3 separate regions of the Mus musculus genome follow, and all the other regions are linked to region 1. A link is a contact called in public promoter capture Hi-C data. All regions are on one chromosome and are shown on one strand. The core of a region is the stretch at or near the end of the contact, and the rest is flanking DNA. Distances in the headings are between cores, read along the strand shown. Region 1 holds the start of Cnot6l (CCR4-NOT transcription complex, subunit 6-like). Region 2 holds the start of Fgf5 (fibroblast growth factor 5). Region 3 holds the start of Prdm8 (PR domain containing 8).

Region 1 (2,729 bases), core at 64-2,563:
GAAAAGTGCAAAATCCAAGGCAGCACTCTGCCTTGCAGAGCACATGCAATTTGCTTCTAGCTTTGTTGGAAGAAGCTTCAGGTGGCACAAGTAAAATCCTCCGGACTTAAAATAGCAAGCTCCATTCACACGGTAACCAATAATATTTCCAGTTTACACTTAAATGTTTTCACTCCGTAACCGCCGCAAACTGCCAAATACAATTTTATCGCGAGAGAGGATTAAAAATAGGACGGGGTTATCGCAGAGCGTCATAGGCTTTTAAACCCACCTCCCGCCATGCAATTTACACATGCTGTTTTTAAAAAGAAGAAGAAGAAGTCAAGAAACCCACTGAGGACGTCAGAAAACATTTCCTTGGGTCGTTCCACCTCACCTGAGGTCTCCTTAATTAACCACCCAGAATGCCCTGAGCTCTGCTGTGGGCCTGCGTGGGCCAGCGTCAGGAAACAGTGCAAGCACCCGCGTGTCCCTTCCCCATCCCCAGCATCAGCACCTAGGTTCTGCTAATCGTACGAGTCTTCTCGGCTTCTACCCTCCACTCAATCTAATAAAGCAGTTTTTTTTTTTTTCCCAAAACACCAGCGAGGGCGACGGTAAGAAGCGAGCCAGGCGCTTGGCCGTCCCGCGCGCACGCGCAACTCCCGAAGCGCGGCGCGCCGGGGCCCCGCCCCCTTCCCCTCACCCCACCCCTCGGCGCCGGGGAGTGACTGACTCCCGCCAGCCCCTCCACGTCAATCAACTCTCCTCCTCCTCCTCCTCGCACTCTCTGCACCTTGTTATTAATCTCTAAAGCGATAGCGCCTGGACTTCTCTCCCCGGCCCTCGGGGTTGTGAGCGTGTGTGAATTAGAGCGAAGGCATCGAAAGCTCGCGTCTCTCTCTCTCTCTTCTCCCTCTCTTTTTCTCTCTCCTCGGCCCCGGCCTCGGCAGCGACCCGGCTCGGCATCGACCCCCGCGGCGGCGGCAGCCTCAGCGCCAGGAGGCCAAGGCCAAGGGCGGGCTCCGCGAGGCTTTCGCAGCGGCGTCTCCGGCGACCGCGGGCCCTCTCCTACGCGCCCCGGTCGCCCCGGTCCTGCGCGGCGCGGCCCGCGTCCCCCCTCCCCGCCCCCCGATCCGTCTGCTCTGCGCTCCCTTCGGCCGCCCTCCGCCGCCTCGGTGGTTCCTCAGGCGGCCCGGCCCGGCCCGCCCGCCCCGCGTCCCCTCCGGCCGGTGCCTCTCCCCCCGGCGGGCTGCCTGCATGTCTTTACTGCCCTCAGCCCCGCCGCCACCGCCGCCGCCGCCTCCCCCGCCGCCGCAGCCCCAGCAGCAGCCGCCCCGCCGCCGCCGCCGTCGCCGCCGTCCGGACCCTGGCGCGCTGAATGCAGGTGAGGAGGGGGCGCGGGCCTCGACTCCCGGCCCTGCGCGCTCGCCTTCCGGGGCCCGGCCTCCCGCCGCCGCCGCGGCCCCTCGGGGTGAGCGGGCGGGCGTGGGTGTTTGTGTTTGCGTCTGAGGTCTGGAGGGGAGCATCTGTGGGGCCCTGGTGCGCGCGCGCGTGTTTGTGTGTGTGTGTTTCCCCAGCCGCGGGGAAATGGCTGCTGGTGCTCGTTCAGGGCCCGCGGAGGAGAATGAGGTAGAGTGTTTCCGTGCCTCGGAGTCGGACCGGGAGTGGAGCGAGGGGGAGCGCGTCTCCCCGGGGAAGTGAGGTGGGCGAGGGACGAACGTGTGTGGGTGTGTGAGTTGGGACTTTGGCGGGCGGGAGGCGGCCCCGCGGCGAGTGGGTGTGCGTGTGTGTCGCGTGTGTGTGTGTCTGCGTGTGTGTGTGTCGGGCGGCGGGAGCCGGCCCGCGTCGCCTCAGGGGGCGCGGGTTCCAGGCCGTGTGCGTGTGGGGAGGGGGACGGAGTCGGGGACCCCAGAGCGTCGAGGTCCTTCCGCTTCGAGGCCGGGGCTCAGAGCCTCACAGGTGAGAACGGCTCGGCGGGAACCCACGCCGTGGACGCGGGAGGCAGTGCGGCCCCCACGGCGGCGGGCGGCGGGCAGCGGGGGCTCGGGCCGCGGTTCCCGAGGCCGGGGCCGCGGCAGGAAGCGCGCCGGCCTGCAGCGCGGCCTAACCGTCTTCGCGCCCGGTGGCCTCCCCAGACGCTCCTGGGACTCCGTCCTCGCGCGGGCCCCGGGCGCTGCCCCGGGCCTGGCCAGGTGAGGGTCGGGGGCGGGACACGCGGATCGTGGTCGCCTGTGCCGCCTCCGCGTCTCCCAAGGGGAGAGGAAGGCATATTTTGGCGTTCTAACTGCAGGCCTTCCCAGGCTGGCGTGGGGAACCCGAGGGAAAGTGAATCAAAACAGGAAATCTCGGAATTCGTGGGGTTCGGATCTCCTCTTTCCGTCCGTCCTTTAAGGCTGTGCGAGCAGAGGCTTGAGTAAATACGTTCTTTGTTGTTGCAGTTGTTGCAGCGGATACTTTATCGTTGGTTAGATTTTTCACTTCCCTGGAAATCACTCTGGAAAGGCAGAGAGGAAGAAAGGGAAACTGGCCTTGTTGGCCTGTGGTGTTGGTGGGATTGGATCAATTTTGTGAATTTGAAATGGCTTATATCCTGCCTCCTAGAGGGAAAGGCGTGGACACAGAACTGAGGAGGTCAGTGAGGAAGAGGAAGTTCCCGGAGCTGTCATCTTAACCCTACCGGCGGCTTATTTAGCTTAGACTGTTTAGGCGGATTGTGTTCAGGAGTTTAGCTGAGCTGTTTGTACACA
Region 2 (2,729 bases), core at 118-2,617, 2.1 Mb before region 1:
TAAGAACTTTACTCCATCTGTCCCTGGAAACCAAAGGTTAACATTGTCAGGGTCTCAGCCTACTAAATGTTGTTAAACTCAGCACCGGACTTAGTCATAATACTGTCTGTCCGGTTTTCCAGATCATGTTGCTTTCTTGCAAGCAGAACTTTGCCCTTCCAAAACGCATGTACACGTAAATTCTACGTAGACCTGTGTAGTTGGTGTGCGCGCGCGCTTATGTACGCATGTATGTATCTACATATGTATGTATTCGTGTGAAAGATACCTAAGCATTCGGAGTTACATAGAGATATTAATAAACAAACATAATATGGGATATATAGGATATTTGTAGTTGGAGAATGGAAGTACTCAGATGGGTTCTTTTCATAAACGTAAATTATGTACAGGGAATAGAGATATACTTAACGCTTAAAGAAAAATGCGGTTCTAGTTCATAAGTAGAAAGAAATTGTACCAGGAGAAAGATTGTTACTTCTTTCATTATTATTATTATTTTTTTTTCTTCTCCAGCTAGAGTGGGTGGCTAGTCTTTTCGGCCCGGGCATTCTGGAAAAGAGCTGCCTGTCTCACCTCGGTAACCTCACCTGGGCTTACCCATGCTTACTACCCAAGACAGAAGGGTGCGTCTGCTCGCTCTGAGTAGACGCATCTCCACGAAACCCTACCGGACTCTTTCCAGAACCAGCAGAGTCCCAGACGCTAGGGCTCCTAGAGGTGCCTGTGGCCCAAAGGAATCTTGACCGTCCCTCCCAGAACAGGTTTTGTTGGAGAGTGAGCAACTTACTTAACACACTGGCTTCGTGGGAGCCATTGACTTTGCCATCCGGGTAGATCTGCAGATGGAAACCGATGCCCACTCTGCAGTACAGGCTGCCGGTCCGGCGCCCCGAAGGGCTCCACTGGAAACTGCTATGTTCCGAGCCGCTTCCTTGGCTGCCCGGAGAAGCTGCGACTGGTGAGGAGGCAGAAGACGAAGAAAACGTCGCGCTACTTCTGCCCCGGCTGCCGCTGGAGTCTCCCGGGTTCCTAGGAGGCGCGGGTTGCCCTTCGGGAGTGAGACGCTTCTCCCCGTGAGCCCAAGCGCTGTGGATCAGGTGGCTGCAGAAGATGAGGAAGAGCAAGGACAGGCTCATTCTTCCGGCCGCGGGGGTCCTAAGTGCATCTTGCAGGGCTGGCTCCGGGCTCCGTAGCCCCCGCGCGGCTGCGTGCCTCTGGCGCTGCCTCCCTCGCCGCACAGGGTGGACATAGCCTCGGGGAAGGGAGAGGGAGAGGGGGAGAGAGAGAGGCCACCCGAGCGGATCTCGGCGCTGGCACCGGGATATTTATAACGCCAGTGATCTCACTGCTCCGTGCACGCCTGCGAAGCTTCCCCTCACCCGCCGCTTTGTGTACTCACGGCCGGTACGGGGAGGGAGCGCCGCGGTCCCGGGGGCGGGGGTGTGAAGGAGGAGGGAGATGCGATCCCGGGAGTGGGAGGAGGTGTCTCGCCCTCAGAAGCTGCCCCCGGGACGCTGGCTGCGACCGTGCACGGGTCATGCAACCCAGCGGTTGTCAAGAGCCACCCAGTCACCCCACCCCCTGCCCGAGCCAGCGGCTCCGGAATCGGCTCCGCGCGCGCTGCTCTCCACGCAAGGGGCACGGACGGACGGCAACGTGGGCATGGGTTCCCGTCCTCTGTGGTCACATGTGTCCCAGCCAACTCACTCTTTACCCAGCACCCGCATTCCAGGTTGCTGGCCCCTGCCATCTGGAGCCTGGGAACCACTTTCCGAAGGGAACCAAAAACTGATTGGCAGCAGAACTTGGGAAGGTTTTGGGGTGGCCCAGGGTGGGAGAGAAGACTGGTTTCTCGCTGTTATTGATTTATTAAAGAACTAAGGTGTGCGTTTATTTCTCCACTAGAGAGCCACCCTGAATTGTTATGCCAGGTCTCAGGCTGCCCTCTAAGAAACTCTGTGGATGCACGACGTGTCCAGCTTTTTCTTCAGGAAAACCCATGTCTGTGTTGGAACAGGTGAACGCCCTCGAACATACACACACACACACACACACACACACACACACACACACACCAGACACACTTGAACTCCAGGCAAGGATGAATTGAGTCTGAACACCAGGACTGCCCAGTTGTCCTCTCTGACCCCATGATCCGTTGCCTGGAGGAGTTAGCCAACAGCTCTCTTCAACTTCCATTGACTGGAGGACCGACCCTAATGAATGATTAATGACAGGCCCCTGAATCTCAACCTAGGGAAACCTGAGAAGGAAGAATTTCCCCGTACGTAATGCTGGGGCTGTTATTTATCTGAGAAATATACCTGACTTGCATTCTTGGAATATTTCTGTCTGAAAACATATTTGAAACTTTAAACTACACTATGATATATCACTCATTGGTCACTTAAAATGAAAAGTCAATGAAGCCGCCCAATGGGGTCAACTCGCATCAATCATGCGAGATGTTAAGACATGACTTTATTAATTACTGAGTATCTGCTTCAGGCTTCCTATCTTCATAGTGAAAACCTATAAAACAGATGTAGATTTGTTTTCAGAATTGCAAATCTTCCGTGGATTGGGGACAAGGCAGCTGATAGCCAGTCACCTGATCAACACAGGAAATCGCCAAAGGGAGTAAAAGGAATATCCAACACAAAAGATTGTGACCTGAGGCTCGGTGCCCCTGGTGTGCACCACAGCACAAATCTCTCACAGGACAG
Region 3 (2,729 bases), core at 137-2,636, 2.0 Mb before region 1:
TAGCACTTAAAGAAAGCAATCATTTAAATTATTTAAACTAGGTCTTAGTTAGCCATGCCATTTTTCTTGGGGAAATCTAACAATTCCTCTAAGTTGGTTTTTCCCTAGCAGTTTCACCAGTGACAGTGATTGTCTCTGTATTTATATACCTTAAGTGGCCGTGGGGAAAACCGATCTTACTCTTTTCTTGTTCAGCTAGCTTCTCATTAAAGAAAAATATAGGCGATGTGTATTTTGTTTAAATCAACATCCACTAGCCAATTGCCATACAAATGTAAGAAAATGCAATGCCTGTAACTTTGGCTAGCCCCTTTCCTATTCGTTCTCCCATATGCCCCAAATGGCAAGTATATTTTCCAGACAGTGGGAATAAGAAAAATAGCCACAACATAGAAAGTTTATGATACTACTTTCTGTTTCTGCACTCGTCCTGTCCCCTTCTGATTTCCAATTGCAAGTCAAATACGTTGCAGAATACAGGTTCTCTCAGCTCCCTTTCAGTATAAACCCTCTTTCTCTTCCCAGTTGCCTACATTTCAACGGTTTGTACCTTGATTTCTGCCTCGCGTTTGAAAGTATTCTTCACAGAAGCTTTTTATTGTGACAGGAGATCGCCCTCCACTTTGGCAACAGCAGGGACTCAGTCATTAAAATGCAGTTCTATCTAACAATACAGCGAAAAGGTCCCACAGCCGGGCTAATAGCGGTCCATGCTGCCTCGGTGGCCGCCTTGACGCAAATCAGCCACAATAGCGATAGGCAGGACCCCGGGCTTTATAGTATCTAGCCTTTCACAGTCCTACGCCCATCCCTAGGCCCGGGTTCTCTTCCTTCGCAGATCCTCCTGGGAAACTCAGAGCCAGCTGGGCTCGCTGAAAGCCGGTCGCTACTGCCGGATGCTCTCCCTCCACTCCGGGCTGGCATTGTCTGGCAGCCGCGAGCTCCCCAGTCCCTAGCTTCTCCAGAAAAGTGCTCCTACCCGCTCCTCCCTTTGTATAATCTTATTGGCAGTGGAAACAACATTCCGCGTCGTTTCCCTCCTATCTTCTAGATAACGAGGAAAAGGGGGACAATTTTTTCACTCCTTGTACTCAACCTGTCCTCTTCCCATCCCCCTCCCAGGTCAAAGCAAATAGACTTACCAGAAATAAGGTCAGGACCGAGTCGCCCAAATAAGGCCACCTGGAACCAACGGGGTGCAAGCCAGTGTTCCTTCCTGCCTATTACATTAGTGTATCTCCATGTCAAGAGGTGTCGGTGTCAGTCTTGTGGGTTCTGTCCAAAGAGAGAAGAGAGATGCAGATAGATTAGGAGAGAGAGAGAGAGAGAGAGAGAGAGAGAGAGAGAGAGAGAGTTGTACAGATGGACCCGATGCAATGACTGACTGGCACGCAGACACACACTTTTTGTTTGCTGCACATAATCTGCCCAATGACGCGTGACAGCCCACGTCCCCTCCCTTTAACTCTTGCCGGTCTGGGAGATCCCTCCGGCGCCACAAGCCTGGTTTTTCTGGACTGCCCGCGCTAGGCAGATCCTAAGCTCCTTCCCGAAGTGGCATAGCCTCCCCGAGAGCATCCTGGCCTGCCTTCTCCTGCAGCTGGGTCCCTCTGGGACACCTGGGTTGGCAAAATCCGTTTCGGGCTCAGGAAGGAAGGTGTCAGAAGGAGCAGAGCGGTTCTTTTCCGTTTTGCTGGGCACTCAGAGGACGTAGGACAAGGAGTTGAATTGGCTATGTTGCCAGCGCGTGAACTACTTGCATATGTCCCTAGAGTTTGAGTGGTATGTCCCTGCTCCCCCAAAAGGAGGGTGAGAATTTGCCCCGCGGGATTCTTTGGCCATTGACTGCCGCTGATCTGTGAAGCTAGTGGCCTAGGAGGTGACAAACAGACTTCCTTAAAATGCATTCATGCCACCTAGCAGAGACTCCCGTGTAAATACTGGCGACAGGGGGTATGATTTGGTGGGAACTCGGCTAGCCATCTCCCATCCAATGGGATGGGGTAAGAAGATAAGTCTGGAATGCTGCCAGACACCTAAAGGGACTTCGGCTGTTTTTAGGTCCCAGAACAAGGGTCTGTGCGTGGATATGGGCTAGGAGGGCGTTGCTGGGAAAAGCCTAGGTCATTGGACTCAGGTGTTAAAGCTTTTCACCTTCTGTGCTCTCTCTGTATTTTGTGGTTCCCAAGGGGGTCCCATAATGGCGGCCAGGATTCTAAGACCTCATGATACAGAAAGGATGGTTCAAAGTTAAAAAAAAAATTACTGAGAAGGACTCTCAAGAGCCTTTCACATCCAGCCGTTGATGGAGGAGTGGACCGAATCACAGGAGTGAGGCTGTCTCGGGAGTCTCGTTTGTGCGCTAAGCCACTTAGAGGCGCTGGCTTGTCCTCTGGAGCGGCAGCTGATGCTAATGACTTGAGGTCTTTGACAGCCAGAGAGTTTTCTCCTTCTGCGGGGGCCACAAAACAATGACGCTAGGGGCTCTCTGGCTGTTTTTCTCTGGTAGGCTTTCTATTCCTAAGGAAAGAAAGGCCTTTGAGTGGCGCAGGCAATCCCTCAATTCCTACCCCCACTCTCCCGGAATTCAATTGAGCAATAGGTCAGGTTGAGTATAAATCCAATTGTATAGTTTACTCGCTAAAGGGCAGGAGTCAGGGCCAGAATTTAAGGAGGAGACAATCTCTGTCCTTGCCTCTCAGAGTGAGCATATGAGGGTTGGCAAAGAG

What was found. Promoter capture Hi-C pulls out the DNA fragments that hold promoters and counts their contacts.
Region 2: a promoter capture Hi-C map of hippocampal neurons shows a contact between it and region 1, with 2.7 times the contacts expected there. The contact joins the promoter of Fgf5 here to the promoter of Cnot6l in region 1.
Region 3: a promoter capture Hi-C map of pre-B cells shows a contact between it and region 1, with 5 times the contacts expected there. The contact joins the promoter of Prdm8 here to the promoter of Cnot6l in region 1. A contact is called at or near these places in 4 of 39 promoter capture datasets (the 3T3-L1 cell line, hippocampal neurons, maxillary cranial neural crest and 1 more), 3 of 484 Hi-C or Micro-C datasets (embryonic stem cells and rod photoreceptor) and 4 of 115 datasets of contacts at active chromatin or transcription factors (astrocytes, embryonic stem cells, large pre-B cells and 1 more).

Annotation. Positions count from the first base shown.
Region 1 is chr5:96,160,574-96,163,302 of GRCm38.p6, reverse strand. It overlaps Cnot6l (CCR4-NOT transcription complex, subunit 6-like), which reads left to right and starts at 1,313. Exons shown (of 12, transcript NM_144910.2): 1 at 1,313-1,366. It overlaps Gm52799, which reads right to left and starts at 1,508. Exons shown (of 2, transcript XM_030254979.1): 1 at 1,412-1,508; 2 at 1-1,164. The coding sequence starts at 1,508. The coding sequence ends at 548.
Region 2 is chr5:98,252,822-98,255,550 of GRCm38.p6, reverse strand. Fgf5 (fibroblast growth factor 5) reads right to left here and starts at 1,367. Exons shown (of 3, transcript NM_010203.5): 1 at 791-1,367. The coding sequence starts at 1,139.
Region 3 is chr5:98,179,526-98,182,254 of GRCm38.p6, reverse strand. It overlaps Prdm8 (PR domain containing 8), which reads right to left and starts at 1,386. Exons shown (of 4, transcript NM_029947.2): 1 at 1,143-1,386.